Linked DNA regions of Mus musculus: region 2 is linked to region 1. A link is a contact called in public Hi-C data. All regions are on one chromosome and are shown on one strand. The core of a region is the stretch at or near the end of the contact, and the rest is flanking DNA. Distances in the headings are between cores, read along the strand shown.

What was found. A called contact is a pair of places that touch in the nucleus more often than the background predicts.
Region 2: a contact with region 1 is called in a Hi-C map of embryonic stem cells, with 2.0 times the contacts expected there. The contact joins the enhancer-like site here to the promoter of Fam110c in region 1. A contact is called at or near these places in 1 of 15 datasets of contacts at CTCF or cohesin (the NIH/3T3 cell line), 3 of 484 Hi-C or Micro-C datasets (Sertoli cells, brown adipocytes and embryonic stem cells), 1 of 115 datasets of contacts at active chromatin or transcription factors (embryonic stem cells) and 2 of 9 other capture datasets (adipose tissue and liver).

What each region holds. Positions count from the first base shown.
Region 1 is chr12:31,070,786-31,078,614 of GRCm38.p6, forward strand. Fam110c (family with sequence similarity 110, member C) reads left to right here and starts at 3,183. Exons shown (of 2, transcript NM_027828.2): 1 at 3,183-4,537. The coding sequence starts at 3,256. The coding sequence ends at 4,521. Gm32443 (a long non-coding RNA gene) reads right to left here. Exons shown (of 9, transcript XR_381422.3): 7 at 7,817-7,829; 8 at 6,337-6,564; 9 at 5,843-6,186.
Region 2 is chr12:31,108,003-31,115,831 of GRCm38.p6, forward strand. It overlaps Gm40361 (a long non-coding RNA gene), which reads right to left. Exons shown (of 4, transcript XR_872642.1): 3 at 5,520-5,615. Among named protein-coding and RNA genes, the nearest start is that of Gm40361, 10 kb to the right of the region's middle. Within about 2 kb of position 3,734, at least 1 of the 459 cell types and tissues checked has an H3K27ac peak or open chromatin away from gene starts, as enhancers often do. A contact at or near this core is called in embryonic stem cells, where this site is marked.

The DNA of each region.
Region 1 (7,829 bases), core at 1,933-4,432:
CTTTATCAGAAAACATAGGCAGTTCTCTTCTGTTCCCATTTTCTTGGAACATTTGACTTGGAACGTTGGAAAATGTGGACTTGATAATGTGTACCTTGAACAAATAAATGAAGATGCCTCCTCTGTTTCTTCCTTCCATTAATAATTATGATTATGCTATAATACCAATGGTTAAGTATTTAACTCTTGTGACTATATTAACTGTTAAAAGACATTGACCATTTCACTGAGAGCATTCCTCTTCTATCTGGGATATCTAGACAGTCTAATTAATAAAATTTTGTTTTATGACTTATACTATAAAAACCTGCAACATTGAAATAAGAACTGACTTGAAGCAGATGATGTTAGCACTCAATGGTGCGACATTACAGCATGTCACTGGCATCTAACTGCTCCACTATACTGTACTCGTAAGAGATGGGAAAAGTACATTGTCACAGTGTTATTACAAAAAGTCATGACCTTACAGACTCCTGAAGCATCTCAGGACCCAGGCTCTATGCTGAACAGTGCTTCTAAATTTGTGCTATTTAAAATTCTTTGCTTATTCCATGGCTATTTCCCAATCTAAGAGCTGGGGGAAGCTAACTGTAAATGGTTGCAAAATGTTCCATTAATGATGCATGTATGGTGCCAGCCTCCCGACACTGCACGCATGTCCAGTCCAGCTTTTTGTCTACAGCGACTATTCAACTGCTCTCAACGCCTCCCTAGGATAAGACGGTTATAAGGGCATTAACTCATTCCTTTGCAACTAGGGCTTTTGAGGTGAATACTAGGGAAGGAAATGAGTTCAAAGTTGATACTCCTAGTTGAGCAATAAGAATAGTTTACTGAGACAATTCTGTCAGTTTAATTTCAGCTCCAATATTCCAGTAAATTACATTGAAATATGGAAAATGATGAGTAAATATGATTAATTTTGTTCTAATAACAATGTGTTGAAATAATTCTAGAGAGAGTAACTGAATGTGTTCAAGTTTATACATGGATTCAGTAAACATACTGGAAAGGAAAATAGTTGACTAACTCATAACCACTATTATAAAAATAATAATTACTAACACCTATTGAAAACTTGCTCTGTGCCCAATGTAAATCTTTTTTTTTAACTTGGCCCAGGAAATGGCACTATTAGTAGGTGTGTCTTGTTGGAGGAAGTATATCACTTTGAGCATGAGCCTTGAGACCCTTCTCCTAACTCTCTGGAAGCCAGTCTTCTCCTATTCGCCTTCAGAACAAGATGTAGAACTCTCAGCTCCTCTAGACCATGCCTGTCTGGGTGCTGCCATGCTTCCTGCCAAGATAATGGACTGAACCTCAGAACCTGTAAGCCAGGACCTATTAAATGTTGTCCTTTGTAAGAGTAGGTTTGAACATGGTGTCTCTTCTCAGTAATGGAAACCCTAACTAAGACACCATCTCACTAACTGGAAAGCCAGCAGATGAACACAGTGAGCAGTACTTTACACGATCAATAGTTTGTGTTTCAGCTTCTTCAGGAAGCTGAGCACAGACCTAGCCTCTACCCCTCTATCTGCTATATCATAGTTCTCAGACCTTCTGAATCAGAATGGACACTGGAAACATGGAAACAGGATTAACAGATGACAAAACAAAGACCCAAGAAGAAAGGTTGGCTACCTTTCCAAAAATAAGTGATTAGTGATGGTGATGCCAAGTTCAGACATAAGAAGGGCATAGGTGCTTACAGTCCCTTCATAGCTGCCTTTGCCAGGAGTCACAACAAGGATTCCCTCAAGTGGGAGGGCTGCTTCCTCTGACATAGATGCCAGACGTGGTGTGTAGGCCTTCTTGACTCCATGGGAGAAAGTAACCCATTCTAGGTACTCATTCTCTGGGTCTTCTGTCTTATATTCTCTTTATTTCTCTCTGACCCTCATAAGTTATTGAGTACCGACCCAATTTCCAACAAGGAAAAAAAAAAGGTATCTCATTTCCTCATTTCCAACCAGACTATGTGGACAGTCTGACTTTCTGACTTTCGGCTGACTTGGGTCCCCACGTGGTTCTCCCGTGGCTCACTAAACACACTTGCTATGCGCCTCTCTTTTTAGGAAGGCTTCTCTACCCCTCCTGTGGTACAATGGCACTCAAAGCTCTTTTCCAGAAAGAATTGGACTAAACCCTGCAACTGTATGTCCAGAGCATTTAACTGCAGCTTGGACTGGTCAGCACGACCCAAGACCCAAGACCGCCCCCACAAAGGAGATAACGTGAGCATTTCACTTGTCTGGCAGATACTTTCAGTCTTCTGTCCAACTCTATGATCGATGGAATTTTGGAAATATCTTCTTAAGCTTTCTACAATCTTGGGCTGATTTCCCTTGTTGGCAAGCCCTAGGTTTTCTAATCACCAGGGTTGATTCTTACAGGTGTTAGGGTTTTTCTTAATAATAATAACAACAACAATATGGTAATGAGACTTGTGGCACCAGCCAATGACTTGTGGATTTAAGTCGGGTCTCAGGTGGTTCTTGGGTTCTGTCAGCCCACACTAATCTTGACATGGTAAATGTTTTCTTTCGTACCCTATTTCCTCCAAATCGTACAAAAAAAACTACAGAAATAAAACGGAAAATTTCCAAATGTAATGAGGTCACTTTAAGAATTAAAAGGACATATTGTTTGTGTGTATGTGTAAAGGTGGATGCGGGGGGGCTGGGCGGAGCGCTTCTTTCTGACCCTTATCTCTGGACTCTTGAGCCCCCAGTAAAGAAAGACCTCAAAGACTCTGAAAGCTAGAAGGAAGCCTGAGATGCCTGGCGCTGAGCAAGCAGGCTTGGTCCCTCGCAGCCTCACCTTGTGAAACTTCCCCACCTTCCAGAAGAGGGAGTGTGGGGTCGGGGGACGGTAAGACAGAGGAGAAGATTTGCGAGTATTGGCTGGAGACAAGGGATGTTTGGATGTAGTAAGTAGGAAACAAGAGATAGGGCACCTGACAGGAGGCTGGGGGTGGGGTTGTGGGTTCGTGCCCGGGAAACCAAAAGGTAAGGGGCGGGGACAGCAGGTGTAGGAGGTTCAAGTCCTGGGTGGGAGGAGCCAGCTGGCGCCGGAATGATTCACCTTTCCCAGCCACTCTGGCTCGCCCCAACTCCGGATCTGGGCGGAGGGGCCGTAGGGCGTGTTTCCCCACCCCTTGCGGACTTCGGAACGGACTCGGGCAGGGTGGCGCCGGAACTTAAGTAGTCTCTACTGGACACCAGCCTGGTGGGTTCGAGTCCTGCAAGAATGCGCGCCCTGCCGACCCTGGACTCGCTTGCTAGAATGCGGCCACCTCTCGGGGACCCCAGGGCAGCGGAGGACACTCTCACCCCGCGGCCAGCGAACAAGAGCGCTGTGGAGAGACTGGCAGCGGACCGCGCCAAGTATGTTCGCAGCACGCTGGGATCTAGCCGGGGTCCTGTATCTGAACACAGGGTCCCTGAGGCCCCAGGGGTGCAGCACCGCAACCCGATCCCTTCGGCTCTTGCCCCAGCTCCTGTAGCACGCAGGGCTATCGCTCGAAAGCCTCTGAGACCTGATTCGTTGGTCATCTATCGGCAGAAATGTGAATTCGTACGAGGGTCAGATGCAGACTGTTCCAGAGTGGGACTGATGAAGAAGTTTTTCCAGGGGTCTGGCAAGGACAAAATGGCAGTGGCCCCTGAGACGACCAGGGTGGCGGATGAGGATAAGACGACGAAGGAAACAGAGGCCACTTGGACTAAGTCGAGCCAGGCAGCAGCCGCCAGACCAGCCTCTATGTTACCACCTCCAACCCCTGTTGTAGCCGTGAAGTCCCCAGCTGAGAAGACCAGGGTGGCGAATGAAGATAAGACGACGAAGGAAACAGAGGCCACTTGGACTAAGTCGAGCCAGGCAGCAGCCGCCAGACCAGCCTCTATGTTACCACCTCCAACCCCTGTTGTAGCCGTGAAGTCCCCAGCTGAGAAGACCAGGGTGGCGAATGAAGATAAGACGACGAAGGAAACAGAGGCCACTTGGACTAAGTCGAGCCAGGCAGCAGCCACCAGACCAGCCTCTATGTTACCACCTCCAACCCCTGTAGTAGCTGTGAAGTCCCCAGCCTTGCCTTTTGAAGTGGCTCCCAGGGTTCCTGTCGGATGCTCCGGTGTGCAGCTGCGGGTGTCGCGTAGCAAAGGATTGCAGCGCTCTCAGTCAGATCTCAGCTCCCGCTACTCGATAGCCAAGGCTGAGTCCGACACCTTCTTCAAGTATTGTGGCCTGGACCCTGACGTAGTGGAGGCTCTCGGGAGGGAGAACTTTTCTGCTGGATCCGACTGTGTTACACTCAAAGTGCGTAGCGTGAGCATGGCTGCTTCTGATAGTAGCTTTTCCAGGCACAGCGAGGACGGGTTGCAAGAAGAGGAACTCCTGGAGCAGGTGCCTAGCACCACCTCGGTAGTAGAAAGGAACGCCCGTATCATAAAGTGGCTGTTTACCTGCAAGAAGGCCAAAGAAACCCCCAGCCAGAAATTACAGGGACCTGCCTGATTGACATCTGATCCAGGTGAGTGCCAGGAAGCTGGAAGGTGGGGTTTGTGTTTATGCGTGCTGCTGGCTAAGCTGGGTGCTGGCCAATCGCAGCTCATGGTTAATGTATAGCTCCTACGGAATGAAGGCACCCATGTGCCCTCCTAGTGTTGAATCTGAGTGCCCGGAAAGGTCATTAAGTTAACTCTCTCCCTGCCGCCTTATTGTAGTTAAAATGGAAGAAACCTGAAGTACAAAAATACTTCCTGGCTGCAGTTTTACACTGCGGCCATTTCCCGTTTTGAAAGTAGGTAGCTTCTGAGCTTTAGGCCGCTACGCACCTGGACTGTCTCCTGCTGGGTCTTCCTGATGTCCTCAGGACATCCTTGGCCCCTGGTACGCCCTGATGTCTCACTTTCAGCAGTAAGAAACACTCCAGGCGCTCTCCTTCCTCAGGCTTTGAAGTGTTGAGACCTTAATATTTCTTTAGTATGAAAATAGCTGCATTTGAATTGTTTTGACTGAAGGCTCTGATCTAGACTGCATTCCAGTGTAAACTGCTGTGACTGTGTTTGTTTGTTTGTTTGTTTGTTTGTTTTTCCACTGGCGATAGTACACAGTATAAGCACCTGGTCCAGGATTTAACCATAGACTCCTCTATCCTCAGCCTGTAATAAAGAGGGAAGGCTGCCCACCCTCCCTCCTTCTAATTTGTTATGAATGTTCCTTTGGAGTAAAAAAGAGGAGACACTTTTATATGAGTATCCTTAAGAACAAAGCATTTAAACATTTCAATGGCTTTTTTTCCCCATTCTGCCTTTGAGAGCAAGTTACTATGAAAAAGTTTTTAAAAATCATTACGTTTTCTGGCATTGAGATAAATACTAACAGAAGAGACCTCACTAGAATGTGAATCTCAGGGGACAGCCCCCCAAGATGCATAGACTCAGCAACCTGTGTTTAAGAACAACAGAAATCCTTAAAGTACTGTTTAGTGGCCCTTTATACAGATGTAAAAATAGTAAGGAGGGGTGAGTTAACTTTTCTTAAATTCAGGTTCTTTCTTATAATGTATTGAAGATTTGCATGTTACGTTAGTACACATCCCCAGGGAATGTGTACAGATGATAATAATAAAGAGGACAACAAAAACCAAAAACCTATATCAATTTGTATTTGCACAAAATTGTCCTTGAATCTGAGATATGTGCATGATGGCAAGGGTGTGTCATGGTGTCACTGTGGGCATTGTGGCATAGAGAGAGGGAACCAGCAAAGGGCTTGATGTGTTAAAATAGCGGCTCGCGTCTGAACACAGCACACAGGGCCCAAACAGTTCCATATGTAAGAGGTTTATTGGGAGAGGTGGGGTAGGGGAGGGGCAGCAGAAAGAGAAGGGGAAAAAGGGGGGGAGGGGCATTCCCCTTATATGTATAGATAATGAAGTAACATAGGTAAAGGTGGGAGGAAAGCCAAGTGGATTCTGGGAACATGGTAGCTGTTGTCTTGGTAACAGGTCTGTAGGTCCCACCTATGTGATGTCACAGGTTTTGGAGGTCCTGATGCACACATATTAGGGCTGACTTGCTTTGTCTATATTTTTTAAAAAGGGCAAAGCCACAGCAAGAGAGTGCTCATCTTCTGTATTTTACTTTCCGTGTCATCAAATATCTGTATACTTTTAGTCTGCGAGCGAAACACAAGAGAAGAATTACCTGTTTGGAATATAAATAATGGTGAGGTAACACAATGACATAGAAATAAGCTGAAATAAAACCCAGGAGATAGTTGCCCAGATCTTCTCAAGGCTTCTGGCAGTCGCCACAGGAAGTTTACCTCATAACTTTACTCTGCTTCACCCACGAAGCAGTCTGTGCTATGTAAGCACTGCAGAGGTGTCTGGAACACTGGGACCATGAAGTGACAATCCCGGGCAAGATCTGAGCTCTCTGCGCTTCCTCCAGACTCTGTGTTCTCCAGAAAGAGCAAGTCCTAGTGGGCAGCACCAAAGCGTACAGCAGAGCAGAGCACGCCCACGCAGTTCTAACTCAGTTCCTAGGGTATCTGAAGATACAGAATCAAAAATCAAAATCTGTAAGGTCAGGTTTTCTTCTAGTTTGCATTTGTGTTGAAGTGGGGTTTTATAAAAGTTACAGAGCATTGAGATGAACAAGGGTGGAATTATGAGTGAAAGAATATAAATACCATTTATATCAGAGTCTCTCAACCTGTGGCCCATGCCCCCTTTGGGGGACAAACCGTACTAAAGGGTGGCAGCACTGGAAAGTTTGAACCATTGATTTACACGAATGTTTGGCTTTCTTAGTTAGACACTTATAAAACACAATAAAAGAAACATTCAGAATTAAAGTGCAAATTTATAAATGTCTTATTCAGTGGACTTAAACATTTGCTGGTCAACACTGAAACCAGTGTAACTGAAAACAGAGAATCATAGGATTCTCATCCCACCCACTCCACCCCCTTCTAGGGACATGAGGAGATGAACGGTCACGCATGAACCATTTTAGTAGTGTTTTCCAGGGTATAATTCCAGAGCGTTGACCTCCCATTTCCTGATTTTCAATGACCATCCTGTCCATCAATTTATCAAAGGATTACCTGCTGAAACTTAGGTTTTTCTGACATTTTAAAAATAAAATATATAAATTGCTGGTTTTAATGTGTGCATGAAAAGTGATAACTTGTCCTTCGGGATGGTTAAAGATAAACGCTGCTTGATTTTTGGACAAAATTTAAGATAGTCACAATTATCTTCACATTTCCCATTTGTAAAGAAAGGAGACCTGCGGAAGGACTAAACTGTCACATATTTGGAAGACAGATGTTGTTCCCATCTTCATGATCTACACTGGGATCTCTAGTCTACACTGGGAGCTCTCCAGGAACAGAGTGTAAACAAATAGCCCAAAGCACGAGGGCCGTCCTTCCCTGCTTCTCAGTCAGCACCCAGACATGTTGGAGCTCATGATCTTTGTTTGCCTCAAGTGTCCCAGTGGACAGCATCCCTTGCTATTAGTTTTGTCGTCCATCCCTAGAGCAGTTAACTCTGCCTTTGTCAGTATTCCACCCATGAGCTTTGGGAGGAAAGAGAACTTTCCAAATTCCAGGAAAAGGCTTGTACAGAGAGACTTTCTTTTTTTTTTAAAGAGAAGCCAGATAAATCTCTCTATAGACTTTTCTTTCAAAATTTGAAACACAAAAGATGTTTCGAAATAATAGAGCCGTCATAAAACCAAACACAGGCGAGGCCGTGCATTGTTGTACATGTTGCTGCAAATGAGAGCTTACTCACGTTTTATTTCTGT
Region 2 (7,829 bases), core at 2,484-4,983, 38 kb after region 1:
CTTTTGTTGTCAAATTGCTCTGGCTAGGACTTCAAGTACTATGTTGAAGAGGTAGGGAGAAAGTGGGCAGCCTTGTCTAGTCCCTGATTTTAGTGGGATTGCTTCCAGCTTCTCACCATTTACTTTGATGTTGGCTACTGGTTTGCTATAGATTGCTTTTATCATGTTTAGGTATGGGCCTTGAATTCCTGATCTTTCCAAGACTTTTATCATGAATGGGTGTTGGATCTTGTCGAATGCTTTTTCCGCATCTAACGAGATGATCATGTGGTTTTTGTCTTTGAGTTTGTTTATATAATGGATTACGTTGATGGATTTTTGTATATTAAACCATCCCTGCATCCCTGGAATAAAACCTACTTGGTCAGGATGGATGATTGCTTTAATGTGTTCTTGGATTCGGTTAGTGAGAATTTTATTGAGGATTTTTGCATCGATATTCATAAGGGAAATTGGCCTGAAGTTCTCTATCTTTGTTAGATCTTTCTGTGGTTTAGGTATCAGAGTAATTGTGGCTTCATAGAATGAGTTGGGTGGAGTTCCCTCTACTTCTATTTTGTGGAATAGTTTGTGCAGAACTGGGATTAGATCTTCTTTGAAGGTCTGGTACTCTGCACTAAACCCATCTGGTCCTGGGCTTTTTTTGGTTGGGAGACTATTAATGACTGCTTCTATTTCCTTAGGGGTTATGGGACTGTTTAGATCGTTAACTTGATCCTGATTTAACTTTGGTACCTGGTATCTGTCTAGAAATTTGTCCATTTCATCCAGGTTTTCCAGTTTTGTTGAGTATAGCCTTTTGTAGAAGGATCTGATGGTGTTTTGGATTTCTTCAGGATCTGTTGTTATGTCTCCCTTTTCATTTCTGATTTTGTTAATTAGGATGTTGTCCATGTGCCCTCTAGTGAGTCTAGCTAAGGGTTTATCTATCTTGTTGATTTTCTCAAAGAACCAACTCCTCGTTTGGTTAATTCTTTGAATAGTTCTTCTTGTTTCCACTTGGTTGATTTCACCCCTGAGTTTGATTATTTCCTGCCGTCTACTCCTCTTGGGTGAATTTGCTTCCTTTTTTTCTAGAGCTTTTAGATGTGTTGTCAAGCTGCTAGTATGTGCTCTCTCCCGTTTCTTCTTGGAGGCACTCAGAGCTATGAGTTTCCCTCTTAGAAATGCTTTCATTGTGTCCCATAGGTTTGGGTATGTTGTGGCTTCATTTTCATTAAACTCTAAAGAGTCTTTAATTTCTTTCTTTATTCCTTCCTTGACCAAGGTATCATTGAGATGAGTGTTGTTCAGTTTCCACGTGAATGTTGGCTTTCCATTATTTATGTTGTTATTGAAGATCAGCCTTAGGCCATGGTGGTCTGATAGGATACATGGGACAATTTCCATATTTTTGTATCTGTTGAAGCCTGTTTTGTGGCCAATTATATGGTCAATTTTGGAGAAGGTCCCGTGAGGTGCTGAGAAGAAGGTATATCCTTCTGTTTTAGGATAAAATGTTCTGTAGATATCTGTCAGATCCATTTGTTTCATAACTTCTGTTAGTTTCACTGTGTCCCTGTTTAGTTTCTGTTTCCACGATCTGTCCATTGATGAAAGTGGTGTGTTGAAGTCTCCCACTATTATTGTGTGAGGTGCAATGTGTGCTTTGAGCTTTACTAAAGTGTCTTTAATGAATGTGGCTGCCCTTGCATTTGGAGTGTAGATATTCAGAATTGAGAGTTCCTCTTGGAGGATTTTACCTTTGATGAGTATGAAGTGTCCCTCCTTGTCTTTTTTGATAACTTTGGGTTGGAAGTCGATTTTATCTGATATTAGAATGGCTACTCCAGCTTGTTTCTTCAGACCATTTTCTTGGAAAATTGTTTTCCAGCCTTTCACTCTGAGGTAGTGTCTGTCTTTTTCCCTGAGATGGGTTTCCTGTAAGCAGCAGAATGTTGGGTCCTGTGTGTGTAGCCAGTCTGTTAGTCTATGTCTTTTTATTGGGGAATTGAGTCCATTGATATTAAGAGATATTAAGGAAAAGTAATTGTTGCTTCCTTTTATTTTTGTTGTTAAAGTTGGCATTCTGTTCTTGTGGCTGTCTTCTTTTAGTTTTGTTGAGGGATTATCTTCTTGTTTTTTCTAGGGCGTGGTTCCCGTCCTTGTATTGGTTTTTTTCTGTTATTATCCTTTGAAGGGCTGGATTCGTGGAAAGATAATGGGTGAATTTAGTTTTGTCGTGGAATACTTTGGTTTCTCCATCTATGGTAATTGAGAGTTTGGCCGGGTATAGTAGCCTGGGCTGGCATTTATGTTCTCTTAGTGTCTGTATAACATCTGTCCAGGCTCTTCTGGCTTTCATAGTCTCTGGTGAAAAGTCTGGTGTAATTCTGATAGGTCTGCCTTTATATGTTACTTGACCTTTCTCCCTTACTGCTTTTAATATTCTATCTTTATTTAGTGCATTTGTTGTTCTGATTATTATGTGTCGGGAGGAATTTCTTTTCTGGTCCAGTCTATTTGGAGTTCTGTAGGCTTCTTGTATGTTCATGGGCATGTCATTCTTTAGGTTTGGGAAGTTTTCTTCTATAATTTTGTTGAAGATATTTGCTAGTCCTTTAAGTTGAAAATCTTCATTCTCATCTACTCCTATTATCTGTAGGTTTGGTCTTCTCATTGTGTCCTGGATTTCCTGGATGTTTTGAGTTAGGATCTTTTTGTGTTTTGTATTATCTTTGATTGTTGTGCCGATGTTCTCTATGGAATCTTCTGCACCTGAGATTCTCTCTCCTATCTCTTGTATTCTGTTGCTGATGCTCGAGTCTATGGTTCCAGATTTCTTTCCTAGGGTTTCTATCTCCAGCGTTGCCTCACTTTGAGTTTTCTTTATTGTGTCTACTTCCCTTTTTAGGTCTAGTATGGTTTTGTTCATTTCCATCACCTGTTTGGATGTGTTTTCCTGTTTTTCTATAAGGACTTCTACCTGTTTGGTTGTGTTTTCCTGCTTTTCTTTAAGGACTTGTAACTCTTTAGCAGTGTTCTCCTGTATTTCTTTAAGTGAGTTATTAAAGTTCTTCTTGATGTCCTCTACCATCGTCATGAGATATGCTTTTAAATCCGGGTCTAGCTTTTCGGTTGTGTTGGGGTGCCCAGGACTAGGTGGTGTGGGAGTGCTGCGTTCTGATGATGGTGAGTGGTCTTGATTTCTGTTAGTAGGATTCTTACGTTTGCCTTTCGGCATCTGGTAATCTCTAGAGCTGTGCAGGATACACTCGGTGGGGTCGTGGAACTAAGATGTCTGTGCAGGGTACACTTGGCAGGGTCCCGGAACTAAGATGTCTGCTGCCAATGCTCAGGCAAAGCGTTCCTGTGCCGGGCAGGTCCCTATCCTCTGGCCAGGAAAATGGTCACCTGCCTGTACAGGATACACTCGGCGGGGTCCCGGAACCAAGATGTCTGCTGCTGATGCTCAGGCAAAATGCTCCCATGCCAGGCAGATCCCTATCCTCTGGCCGGGAAAATGGCCAGCTGTCTGTGCAGGATACACTCGGCGGGGTCCCGGAACCGAGATGTCTGCTGCTGATGCTCAGGCAAAGCACTCCCGTGCCGGGCAGATCCCAATCCTCAGAATTCTTAAGATCTCGTGGCTGGTGTTGTGAGTATCTGGCGGTAGTCAGCCAACTGTACGCCCTAGCTACCCTGGTGCTGCTCGGACCGAAAGGGGCTTGTGCCCCTACTCAGACCGGGTTTTTGCTTCCCTGACTAATTCAGTCTCAGGTCCCGCACGATTGGATTGGAGCAGATGCTGTGTTCCACTCACCAGAAGTCTTAAGATCGCTTGGCGGGTGTTGTGGGTAGCTGGCGGGAGTCAGATGACTGTGCGCCCTAGCTACCCGGTGCTGCTCGGCGGAATGAACTTTTTTTTAGCACACAAACAAAGTAAGAAATTAAAGACTTTCATAGAAAAAGTTGCTTCTTTAATCATAAAAGGTAGAATAAGACTATGTCAATTGTCAGGAACAAATCCAGTAGAAATTGTAGCACTATATATTAATGCTGAGATTATGTCATTGTGGGTGATCAAAGAACATGGCATACTGTAATATAAAGCACATTACAGGTACACCACACACCCCTATGCAGTCCAATTGCACCTTAGAGGAAATGCTTATAAAAGTTAAAGGGAGCATAAAGACCCCAGGGACAGACAAAATAATGCTCTGCTCACTTTGAATTTTCTGAATGTTAATGAGAAAGGAAGAACAGCAGCTGAGAGACACTGGATTATAGAGAAAAAAAAAACCTGTGGAATGAAATCAGCCCATATACTATAACGATATGTTAACATCAGAACGGAAACCAGCAAAGGTGTTCCATTGGGAATGTAGATTTGTTTATATTTCCTCAGGAAATGAAAAGCTGTGGATATCATCAAAACTGATAAAACTGAACTGAGCAGGAAAGGCCTCCTGAAAAAACTTGGCCACTGACCCGAAAAGCACTTATTTCATTGAAAACGTCTCTGTTTCTAATTTCTCCGCTACAACCCAATTAATGGCTTGATACAGAAGCAGGGGCGGGGCGGAATGTAGTGACAATTCTGGAATTTTGGTTTCTTGAAAAAAAAAACAAATATTATAAGAATATGTTTTCATTTTAATCCCAGCTGTGGGAGTCTGGGGATGTTGTCTACAGCAGCTGGCTGTGACCTGTTCCTCCTCTCCCAGAGCTGAATACATAGCGAGCTGCAGATAGCTTCCGTGATTGCGTGACATTTGGAATCCTGGGAACTTGTCAGAGCGTACACAAATGACAGGGCCCTGAGAGGCAGGGCTGGTCGCTGATGGTCTTTCGGGGGCTGGGAGGGGGAGTATTTGTAGTTTGTTAGTAGTCATGCACAAAGAAGAAACAAGAAGAAAGAAATTATACTCACAGATCTTTCTCTCATACACATCTATCCATCTTTCTCTCCTTTCTAGAGAGAGAGTGTGAAACTGGGGGGATAATGGGTGGGAGAAGGAAGAACCCAGAAAGTAGCAAAAACCAGCTGTAGTTTTCGTTTGAAGAACAAGGACAATGCAACACTGGCAACACGGCTTTACCAGTTTGTTTGGTGTTTTGGTTTCCGCCTGTGCCAGGCATTCCCTTCCCACACACCTGTCAAGCACAGCATAGACTCTGCAGTATGATGTTATTTACTGTTTTAGCAAGTGACCTGCCCCTGGACATTTTGATCATTTATCTTACCAGCATTTCACACTGACTACCCTTGAAGCTGAGATTGTGTGTACATAACTGTATTCCCAAAGCGCAGTTTTAGAAGTACATTTTTGGAGCAAGCCTGCATTTTAACTCAGTTCATCTGAATGCAGATCTCAGTCCTTCTGATAGTGGACATCGCAATCACTGGAAGAAGCCAACAGGGGAAGGTAGTTTAGGCAAATCTGAAGGTTAAAGTGTGAGAGAAAGCTACACCATTTGTTGGTCCAAAGCTTCTGAGTCCACAGAAATCATGACTCGGAGTGCATGGGACTGACCTAGGCCCTCTGCACATATGCTATAGTTGCGTAGCTTGGTCTTCATGTGGGACTCCTCTCAGCAGGAGTAGGGCTGTTTCTGACTCTCGGGAAGATCTGAAAGGAGAAGAAGGAGGGGAAACTGAGATCAGAAGTAAAATTGTTTTTTAACTAATTAAAATAGTTGTCAAAAAACTTTGTTCCTCATTTTATCTTTCTCATATAAAAATGTTTCTAATGATGATGTGTATACACTGCTGGCATTGATTAGTTAATGAATAACATCACTTTTTTAAATTCCTTTTCAAGATTTATTTATTTTGTATAAGTGAGTACACTGTCGCTGTCCTCAGACACACCAGAAGAGGGCATCAGATCCTGTTACAGATGGTTGCAAGCCACCATGTGGTTGCTAGGAATTGAACTCAGGACCTCTGGAAAAGCAGTCAGTGCTCTTAACCGCTGAACCATCTCTCCAGCACCAACATCACATTCTTTAAGCTTTGATTACATCACCAATGTCACTGCAGTAATTGTGTATAATTGTGTGAATAAAGATTTCAGAAGAGCCAGGCGGTGGTGGCGCACACCTTTAATCCCAGCACTTGGGAGGCAGAGACAGGCGGATTTCTGAGTTCGAGGCCAACCTGGTCCACAAAGTGAGTTCCAGGACAGCCAGGGCTATACAGAGAAACCCTGTCTCGAAAAACAAACAAACAAACAAAAAAAAAAAAAAAAACAAATCAAAAACAAAAAAGATTTCAGAAGAAATATTCTATAGGCTGTATAGACTCAACTTCATTCATAAATATGTCAATTTTGAGTTTCTAAATTATTAATGCTCACTGGAAGAATATGAATAATTTTATGAAATGCCATGCTAAATATGGATTTTGTTTTTCATTCCATTTCGTATGAGTTTCTGGCTGTCTCTGTCTTTTAGATCTTTCAAAGTATTGTAAGGTTACTATATAAGATATTGTCTCACATGCACACACTATGTTGGAGGAGGCAGTGGTATGTTGCAATACATTAATTTAGAAACTTATGCAGTATAGCAAAATAATAAACACTGAGGAAACAAAGCCCTCCCGCTCAACTACATGAACCAAGGCTGTGAAATAACAGTGATCGTAAGGCTGGAAACACCCAGTTTTTAAGGGAGTCGAAACTGCAATTGAGGTAGGTTTCAAGCTCATGAAAAGCTGATACTCAGAATACTATATATTAACTTTTATGATGAAATGGAACCTCCATCTCAGCTATGAGGAAAGTGGTTTCTGTAGGGAACATTGTCTACAACGGACCAACAATGTGAACCAACCAAACTTATGTATAATGTATAGAGGAAAGATGGGTGAAAAGTTTAATTACTAACTTGAGGTGAAGAAGCATTTTTTCATTTAGCTTATCTACTTCACAATACTATGGAAAGGCTGGAATGTCCTCTGAGACGTGTGTATTTGCCTGTCTCATTGGTAAATCTCATTTTCCGGGCAGAGTAGAGTCAAAGCAACAGGTACCCATGGGCTAGCCCTGGCTGAAGTTTGCTCCCAAGTCCCAGATCACATCTCTCACTGCATCAGACTGAGGAATATAAGTAACATTAAATATGGGATACTAAATGCTCAGCTTTTTATCAAAGCACAAGTAAACAGTAATTTAGAATACAGGACATTAATTAAGTTCTACATTCATAAATATAGGTATTTGCTCTGGTATTCCATGTTTCTGGCATGGCCTTGGGTTTCTATTGTAATGAGAAAGCAACATGCCAATAGCACCTTGTGGTCAGAAGGGCTGATTTCACCTTAGACTCTTCCACATCACCGTTTATCACCAAACAAAGGCTGGACAGGGGTGGAGGTGGTGGAGGTGGAGGTGGTGGTGGTGGTTGTGGTTGATATAAGACTCAAAACCACTCCAGTGAACCCCTTGGGCCACTGTGTCATTTATGCACCTAAAGACAATTGTTGTCCCTTGAGAGCTCTTGGGGGAAATGTTCCAACTTTCACACATGGTGCAAGATCCTTAGGGAAATTTCATAAGGGATCGGACTGACTTTCTGGTCCGGAACGACATGGTTCACTTGGAGGTGCTTCAGAAGTTATCAGGTTCTGGGTCCTTTATCAAACAAACAAAACAACAACAACAACAAAACCAATTGCTCTTGCCCCGTCCGTGATGGTCCATTCCACCAACCAGGACCTCCTCCTTCTCAGCCTCTGTCAATTTGTCTTTCAACATGGCTGCTTGGTGAGAGAGTTCGGACACACATACATATTACAAATATGTCATCCGCTTCCGTTCTTCTGTCTCCAAGATGTATAG